2 separate regions of the Sus scrofa genome follow, and region 2 is linked to region 1. Evidence: chromatin contacts called from public Hi-C data. All regions are on one chromosome and are shown on one strand. The core of a region is the stretch at or near the end of the contact, and the rest is flanking DNA. Distances in the headings are between cores, read along the strand shown. Region 1 holds the start of MARCH2 (membrane associated ring-CH-type finger 2). Region 2 holds the start of KANK3 (KN motif and ankyrin repeat domain-containing protein 3).

Region 1 (4,536 bases), core at 383-2,882:
TTTAGGATGCAGTGTTGCCGTGAGCTGTGGTGTATGTTGCAAAAGCAGCTCAGATCTGGCATTGCTGTGGCTACATCTCCAATTCAGCCCCTAGCCTGGTAACTTCCCTATGCCATGGGTGCAGCCCTAAAAAAAAAAAAAAAAGAATTAATGGTAGTAATGAGCACAACTGACACCCTGATCTTGGTTTCTAAATAGTATTCTCCACTGAAAAGAAGGAAAAGTCCTTGGAGAAATGGTTGATTTCAGAACTGGGACAGGTAAAATTTCAAGAAAATGCCACCCTGGGGAACCTTGTTAAACTAGTAAGGAAGTACGAAAAGATGGAATTAGAAATATCATCATTTATCAACCATCATCTTATAGAAGAGACAGGCAGGGCTGAGACCTCCATGCCACTCCCTTTTTCCTGCCTTCATTGATGATGTGATGCCTGGAGCCACAGCAACCATCTTGCTACCATGAGAAAAAGGCCATGAAGTTCTCCTGTGGCCCAGTGGGCTAAGGATCCAGCATTGTCACTGTTGTGGTGTGGGTTTGATCCCTGGCCTGGGAATTTCCCTCTGCCTTTGGTCTGCCCATAAAACAATAAAAAAAAGTATCTAGCTTCTATCTTTGTTTCCTCTATTCTACTTCCTTCTATAGGTGATCTTTTTAAAAATGTTATAATTTATCATTTCACTTTTGAAAAATATAAGTACAACATGAAAGAACTTACCTAATGTAATTGAGCTGATTTACATATTCAGCAAAGGTGAGGAAGGGGGAGAAAGGAGTATTGAGACAATTCTCCATCCCACCTCAGGCTCTTTGCATGTGCTGAAATTTACCTAGGATTCTTTCCCCCTCTTTTCTCCTTGTGAACCTCTACTCACACCTTAGTTGTCAGTTCAAGTATTTTTGGACTTTCCAAATAGTCCATGATATGCCTCCCTCACTTACTACAATTTACCACCTTCGTAGTTAAATAATTACGTAACTGGCTGTTTAATGTCTGTCTCACTCCCTAGGTTGAGGTTCCAGAAGGCAATAATATTTGCGTTACTCAGCATTGCGTCCACAGCGCCTAGCACAGTGTCCCACTCGTAATAGACCCTCTCAATGGATGTTTTTTACATCTAGTGAATGAATCTATTACATGCATTAATGAATGTGAATGATGAATAAATGAGATTGGCTTTGACCTTCCAGGTCCCCTCTCTAGACTTCTGCTTCCTCTCTGTAAAATGTGATCGGATGTTTCATCCCTCCCCCAGGACTGATAAGGAGCTTAAAGGAGGTGATTGACACTTACAAATCCCTTTGCCTGTGTCAAGCTGAATTTTGTAACGGTTTTATTTATCAGCAAGCTCTAGTCGTCTGCAGGTGGCGCCACCAGCCCCGCGGGTACCCGGAGTCAGGATGGGGCGGGGCCGAGTCTGGGGCGGAGCCAGGACGCAGCAGGGGCGGAGCCAGTAGCTCCTGCGCCGCGGAGCCTGTGCGGCCCAGGACGTCCCTGTCGCCTCTGACCCCGCCTCCTAGGGCGGGACGTGCAAGGCAATTGGCCAGCATAGACGAGAGGCGGTCGCCATTGGTCCGTGGCACCGTCGGCTCGGCGGGCGGTGTCCGGACGCAGGTGCCGGCGGAGCGGAGCTAGCGGCGCTGACGGGACCGGCCGGGCCGGGACCAGGGCCGGGGCGAGCGGAGGGGCCTGCGCGGCTGCCCGGCCCGGCCGCGGATCAGGTAGGCACGGGCGAGAGGATGGGACCAGGGGGTGCCGATCCGCGGGCCGGCCCCTAGTTTGAGGCCCGAGCCTGACCCCCAGGCGGGACCGCCGGAGTCGGACCCTCGGCCTCAGCCTTCCCAGGGACTAAGGGATCGCAATTTCCCTTTCGGAGACGGCAGGAGGTCCCCCGGAGTCGGACACACAGTAGGTGTCTCTCTGAGTTGGATTTTCTTATCCATGAAACCGGGTCATCCCAGCGCCAACCTAATGGGGCTGTTGGGAGGATTCCGGAGGTGGCAAATGAGGAAAGCGCTGTGCACACAGTAGGCGATCAGTAAGTGACAAGTCACCTTCCCCAACCTCCTTTTCAGAGGAAATTGTAAATAGAATAACACAGGCACTTGCTTAGCAGAGTGCCTGGCTGTTAGAGGGTGCTCAAAACGGGATAGCCAGAATTTATAGGATTAGCTCATTTTGTCCTCTAGGGACAATATTAGGTAGAAGTACTAAAAATGTTTCCTGCTATATGGATGAAGAAATCAAGGCTCAGAGTGGTCTAGTCTTTTGCCCAGGGCTACAAAACAACTAAAGATCAGAGCTGGGCTTAGAACCTGGCCTCGGTACAGGGCCATGCAAGTACTGAAGGGCACATGGGAGCTTCTCTGTGGTAAGTGAAGAAAAATGAATGCATTTCTTAGGCTCCACATTTAACCTAAAACAACAACAACAACAACAACAACAAACTAATGAGCATTTGTTGAGTGCTTACTGTATGCCAGGCACTGGCTGTGCCTTGTCTCATCAAACCTTGTCAACAGCTCTATATGCTGATGACAGTAATTAAACTAAAAGCTAATATTTATCAACTCATTCTTATTTATGCGTGTAAGAGCTGGAACCCCCATTATACAGAAGAGAAAAACCGAGGCCCAGAGAGTGAAGCAGCTGTACTGAGATGATACTGTGGGGAGTTAGGGTCCTCTGACTTTTCTTCCCTCAGTTTCCTGCCCTCAAATAAAGGAGGCTGGGTGGGTGTGGAAAGGTTGAGCCCAGGGCAAGTTTTGCTGGAGGAATTGAACCTGGGAGCTTCTTCTCAGGAAACCCCTCAGCAGACACAGTCCACTAGCTTTGCAAACTTATCTGACAGAGGGGAAGGATGAGGTCCAGAGAAGCTCAGTGACTTGTCCCAGGAGATACAGCATCAGCAACAGAGTCAGGACCTAAAAGAACCCAGGTCTTTTCAGTCCCAGAACCACTCACTAGATGAAGTTCAAATCTTGACACTGTCCGTCTTAGCTGTGAGATCTTGGGCAAGTAGTTGCCCCTCTCTGAGCCTCAGTCTCCTCACCAATCCAATGGAGGTAATTATTGGACTTAGGTCATAGGTTTGTTGTGAAGACTTAATGAAATCCATCTCCAGTTGTTGGGCCAAGTTTGATTCGCTCTCCCATTCCAGCAGCCTCAGAGCCAAGTCCAGCCTGCAGCCACCCTATCCTTGCATCCAGCCTTGAGTTTGGCCTCTTCCAAGTCCAAGCCTCTGTGGTCTTCACAGATATCTAGCCTTTAAATATCTCTGATTCCCATCATGGGTTCTTTCAGACCAGTGTCTGGGGAGCAAGAGACCTGGCTCTCTTACCCTGCTCTTACACAGAATAGGGACTGAGAAATGAATGCAGCAACTCTCTGCCAGACACAGGGCCAGGCACTGGAGATGACCAATGAGTAGAAGGCAGACATGGTCAAACCAGTAGACAAAGAAATAAGAGCATTTCAGAGTTTTCATTGTGGCTCAGTGGGTTATGAACCTGAGTAATATCTGTGAGGATGTGGGTTTGATCCCTGGCCCTGCTCAGTGGATTAAGGATCTGGCATTGCCGTGAGCCCCGGTGTAGGTTATAGACACAGTTTGGATCCTGTGTTGCTATGGCTGTGGTGTAGATGGGCAGCTGCAGGTCTGATTGGACCCCTGGCCTGGGAACTGCCATATGCCAAGGGTGCAGCCCTAAAAAGACAAAACAAACCAACCCAGTAGATGAAGAAATAAGAACATTTCAGAGAGGGGCACATTTTGTGATGGCAATAATGTGGACACCAATGGCACTTTGGCTGAGGTGGTCAGGGAAGCCTTCTCTGAGGAGGTGACCTTTGAAGGAGACACTTAAAACAACTGTTTGAGTTCATTAAGCTTAGTCCAGTACACAGCTTGCAGTAGGTACTTAATAAACAGTACCTGCTAGCTGTTCCCTGGTGGCTCAGCAGACTAAGAAGCTATAGTGCTGTGGCTTGGATGCAGCTGTTGTCTAGGTTTGATCCCTGGCCCTGGAACTTTTGCCTGCTGTGGGCTTGGCCAAAATAAAACAAAACCAAACAAAAAGAGTAGGTGCTCTTATTATTTTGGTGATTTGCAGGCCTTGCATCAGCAGAGTTACCAATGTTTTTCATTAGAAATGGCAGAACTTAGGAGTTCCCCTTATGGTGCTGTGGGAACGAATCCGACTAGTATCCATGAGTTGAGGGTTCGATCCCTGGCCTCACTCAGTGGATTAAGGATCCAGTGTTGCCGTGAACTGTGGTATAGTTTGCAGATGTGGTTTGGATCCCACGTTGCTGTGGCTGTGGTGTAGGCTGGCAGCTGCAGCTCTGATGTGACCCCTAGCCTGGGAACTTCCATATGCCATGGGTGGGGCCCTATTAAAAAAACAAAAGAAATGGCAGAACTTAACATACAGGAGCTGTGATGATTCTTGTGATTCCCAATTACTTGCAGACATGGAAATGCCCATCCTTGGAGGAACAGAGGGGTGAATTCCCTTCTGCGTGCATCCCCTTGG
Region 2 (5,005 bases), core at 513-3,012, 61 kb before region 1:
TGACCTAGTCACACCCATCTGAGACCCTCAGAACTCTAAAAACAGCTGTGGGCCATCCCTAAGACCCACATCAGCTGGAGCAGCTGGACCCTGAGGCTGGCTTGAAAAATGAATGGTAAAAAAATAACAACAATACTTTTGCCATTTACTATGAGCTTGCCTCTATTCTAAGCGATTTATGGATATTAACACTTTTTTCTTTTTCTTTTTTAGGGCTGCACCTGCAGCGTATGGAAGTTCCCAGGCTAGGGGTTGAATTGGAGCTTCAGCTGCTGGCCCACACCACAGCTGCAGCAACACTGGATCCAAGCCACATCTGTGACCTACACCACAGCTTGTGACAACACTGGATCCTTTAATCCACTGAGCGAGGCCAGTGATGGAACCTGAATCCTCATGGATACTGGTCGGGTTCTTAACAAGCTGAGCCACAACAGGAACTCCCAGTTGGGTGTTAACTTAAAAAACAAAAAAACAAAAACAAAAACACCTAGGTAAACTCTTTGAAGTAGATTTTCTTATTATTCTTTCCCCCATTGTGCAGATGGAGAGACTGAGACACAGAGATTAATGACCCACCCAAGGTCAAACATGGGCAGAAGCAGGATATGAACCTAGGCAGCTTCGCCAGTGTTTCTGCATTGGCCATTCCACTTGACAGCTTTCTATAAACAGCCCTCCACTCCCTGAGAGGGGTCGGGAGCAGGAGGGGGTCGCACACACAGCTGCACTCATGCCTGTCCTCTGCGTGTGTCCCTGATGAGAAGAAAAGGCCCAAACTCCCGCGGCTGCAGCGGCTGCGGCCTCACTCGAGTGGGGGCGTGCAACTGCCCTCCCCTCGCCTCCGCTCCCTGCCCGAGCTGTCACTGCGAGATTCGGATTCTCTGCCTGAGACCCCCTTATTAGGCCGTCAGAGTCGACGCCATACGCTCCCACTCCCGCCCCAGGGACTATTTTGGGACTCGGAGCTGTGATCATGAAACCTGAGGGGTGAGGGACACGGCGGGCAGTGAGTATCCCGGTCCTGGGGAGGGGCGTCTTCCCAGATTAAGGCTCTGGGTGGTGGCACTCCTTAATGTCGGGGAAGGACTCTCAGACCCCTGAGATGGGGATGGAGGCTGAGGAGGTACTGAGGAGGTTTTACTGAGGTCAGCGCCCCCTCACCCCCCTGTCCCCTCAGGACGGCCTCACAGAGACAGAGCAGTTTCCTACAGGAAACGCCGCCGGGCGGTTCCATCCGCTACCCATTGTCTGCTGGCCCGGGGGCCGTCCGTCCCCCCCCCACCACCGTTTCCGAATCTCTCCTCCCCCCGCCCCACTCTGAGGTCCAGCGCTAGGGTATGGACCCAGGTCCCCAAGCTGTCTGGCAGCGATTCTCGGAAAGGGTCCCGTAGTCGGTTGGGGCGCTAGGGGGCGAACAAGCCCCCCCACTTCGATCCTGAAGGGCGGGAGGAAGGAGACCTCCCGAATCCAGAGCACTACCCCCCGACTCTGCTTGCTGCCCACCTGGGGTTCCCAGTGTGGGAGGGGTCCCAGCCAGAGGACACGGCGTCCGCCCCTTCGCAGCGCGCTGAGCCCGCAGAGGGGCTGGAAGCGCAAAACCCCATCCCGTGCGTACCCTGATCCCCGCCCAGGACCCCCATCAGCGCCGCGCAAGCTGGTGCTTTACCTGAAGCCGCAGCCCCCGCCGCGCCCGCACCCGAACCCGCCCCCTCGAAGCTCGGGTACCGGTTATCAAGGCCTTGACCCTAACTGACGGCCACATCAGCCAACCAGCATCCGACGCTCTCTGAGCTCTCCAATGGTGAGGCAGGGTGGGCCGCGCTGGCCGAGAACCGAGAGTGTGGGGCGTGGTTAGGGGCGGAACCTAGAGTGGGTGTCCCTGAGGGCTGACTGGTCAGGAGTAGGAAGCCCAGCCTGCAAGTGCTGCCCAGCGCAGGGTTAAAGGGTTTGGATTTGATCCACAGGGGACGGTGAGCCATGGGAAGACGCTAAGCAGTAGCGTTACTCGGTGGGATTTGTGTATTTGGAAGATCCTTTGGGTGGAAGCTGAAAGGACTGATGTTCATGTCTGTCTGCGTGAGATACCTTGACCATGGATCTTTCCTACCGCAGGGACTTTGCACATGCTGTTCATATTCCTGAACTGTTCTTCCCTGCACCTGTTCATTTGGCCACCTTCTCCTACCTTTGGGGGCTCAACCTGTGCGTTCCTGTCCCCTAAAGGCCTAACACGGATATTTTCCTGTCACTATCTTTCCAGTGACTCTGTTTTATGAACCTAATAGCTTTTTTCACTATCTGGGGGGTGGGGGAGAATCTAGGAGCACCCTGGTGGCCTAGCTGGTTAAGGATCCAGCATTGTCCCTGCTCTGGCACAGGTTCCATCTCTGGCCAAGAACTCCACACTTCCAAAAAAAAAAAAAAAATCTTGTTTGCCATCTGTTTCCCCATAAGGACAGAAAACTGGTTTGTTTTGATCGTTGCCTTATCCAGTGCCCTGGGCACACAGTAGGTACTTAATAAATGTTTGTTGAAAGAATGATTTGAAATTACATTGACCTCTTTAACCCATTTGGAACATATTATGATCTAAAGTGATTCTACAGATTGTTTTCTTTTTCAGATGCATTTAGCATTTATTGAGCACCTACTGTGTGCCCAGCACTGTTCAGGTCTTTGAGGGGGACATAAGCCCTGTCATCTGGGGCCTCACAGCTGAGAGGAGACAGACTTTCAATTTACGGTTTATATTAAGTGGTGACAGGGGTGAGATGAAATCAATGTGAGGAGAAAAGGGGGCAAATCACTGACCTGGAGGGTCAGGAAGGCAACCTGCAGGGTTGACACTTAAGGAAAGGTGCAAAGGGGAATTTCCATTGTGGCTGAGCGGGTTAAGAACCCAACATACTTCTGTGAGGATGCAGGTTCAATCCCTGGCCTCACTCAGTGGGACGTTGCCATGAGTTTTGGAGTAGGTTGCAGATGCTGATCCAGTTCAACCCTTACGGAACTTCCATATGCCACATGTGTGGCCTTAAAAAAAAGAAAAAAAAATGTGCGAAGGAAGATATGGCGAACTCTGACTAAGTTGTGGTGTTGGTGGGAGAAGGATGGAGGAACGGGAAGAAGAGGGCATCTGAAGCAGTTTAGACTTTATCTGATAAAAAGGAGCCCATTGGGAGTTCACGTTGTGGCTCACTGGAAATGAATCTGACTAGCATCCATTTGGACGCAGGTTTGATCCCTGGCCTTGCTCAGTGGGTTAAGGATCTGGCCTTGCAGAGAGCTGTGGTATAGGTCACAGACATGGCTTGCATCCAGGATTGCTGTAGCTGTGGAGTAGGCCAGCAGCTACAGCTCTGTTTTGACCCCTAGCCTGGGAACCTCCATATGTTACAGTTGCAGCCCTAAAAAGACAAAGGGGGGACATTGAAGGAAGATTACTGTATTCCAGAGCTCCTTCTGTCTGTCCCAGTGTCACTCTGTTTTAATGACTGGAGCTTTAGAATATGTTTTAATATCTGATACGCCACTTTTTCAAAATTCCTGGGCTATTTCCATTGCATTTTTTTTTCTTCCAGAAAAACTGTGGAATTCTGTCACGATTACCCCATGAAAACTACACTGGAATTTTTTTTTTTTTTTTTTTTGGCCTCTCCTTGGCATATGGAATTCTGGGGCCAGGGATCAGATCCGAACTGAAATTGTGATCTATGCCACAACTGCCACAACGCTGGATCCTTAACCCACTGTTTCCAGCTGGGAATCAAACCTGAATCCTAGTGCTGAAGAGATGCCTCCAATCCTGTTGCACCACAGCAGGAACCCCTGGAATTTTTAAAAATTTTTATAAAATAAAATGCACACACACTCAGAGCCAGATCGAAGAAACCCTATAAAACAAATGAATAACTTAAGGAGTTACTGAGGGGCAGTTCCCAACCAGGGGCAATTTTGCCTCTTGAGGAACATTGGGCAGCATCTGGAGACATTGGTTTTTTTGTTTTGGGTTTTTTTTTTTGTTTGTTTGTTTGTTTGTTTTTGCTTTTTAGGGCCGCACTTGCGGCATAAGGAGGTTCCCAGGCTAGGGGTCAAATCTGAGCTGTAGCTGCCAGCCCATGCCAGAGCCACAGCAATGCAGGATCCGAGCCCCATCTGCGACCTACACCACAGCTCACAGCAACGAGGGATCCTTAATCCAGCGAGCGAGGCCAGGGATGGAACCTGCAACCTCAGGGTTCCTAGTCGGATTCATTAACCACTGCGCCACGACGGGAACTCCCCTGGAGACATTGTTGATTGTCAGGATGGAGTAGGGGAGAACCATTCTTGGCCTCTAGGGTGGGGGTGGAGCCAGGAGTGCTGGTAAACATCCTATGATACACAGGGCGGTCCCCTACAACCATGAATTATCTGACTTGAATGTCAAATAGCGGTGAGCTTGAGAAACTCAGCTAGAAGGCAAACATAAAACATCATTATAACACCCACCCAGGTCAACAAACAGCCCATCACCAGCTACCCTAAAAGCCTCTTCAACAGGCTGCATCCCAATCACAGTGCCTCCTACTCTGCAAAGTAACCACTGTTGTGACTTTTGTAATAGTCACCCCCTAGCATTTCTGAACAGCTTATCAAGCAAGTTTGAATCTCTTAGACGCTGTGGCTTAATCTTGCCCATTCACAAAGAAATGATGTGTATTTTCAGTCTCTTTTAATTCATGGTTTCCCCCTCCATCCCTTCCCTCCTTTATAATAAATCTGTTGCACAACTCCATCTGTTTGTCCAGAAGCATTTCCCACGGTCTGGGTGGTGCAGATCCCATCCTCATGGTGCACGCCAGCACGGTCCTCTGACCTTCATCTTCCCTTAAATTAGCAATTGGTTCCAGAAGTGGGGTCAGACTAGTGTTTGATTCCTTTGCCATGATTGTGGCAGCATGATTGTGGCTGCATGATTATTGTTATTATTGTTATTATTATTTTTTTGTCTTTTTGCCAT

What was found. A called contact is a pair of places that touch in the nucleus more often than the background predicts.
Region 2: a Hi-C map of embryonic fibroblasts shows a contact between it and region 1, with 4 times the contacts expected there. The contact joins the promoter of KANK3 here to the promoter of MARCH2 in region 1. A contact is called at or near these places in 1 of 5 promoter capture datasets (liver), 16 of 47 Hi-C or Micro-C datasets (adipose tissue, alveolar macrophages, blood and 8 more) and 2 of 2 datasets of contacts at active chromatin or transcription factors (alveolar macrophages and skeletal muscle).

The regions. Positions count from the first base shown.
Region 1 is chr2:70,874,494-70,879,029 of Sscrofa11.1, reverse strand. MARCH2 (membrane associated ring-CH-type finger 2) reads left to right here and starts at 1,632. Exons shown (of 5, transcript NM_001244915.1): 1 at 1,632-1,722.
Region 2 is chr2:70,935,489-70,940,493 of Sscrofa11.1, reverse strand. It overlaps KANK3 (KN motif and ankyrin repeat domain-containing protein 3), which reads right to left and starts at 1,762. Exons shown (of 11, transcript XM_003123162.4): 1 at 1,670-1,762.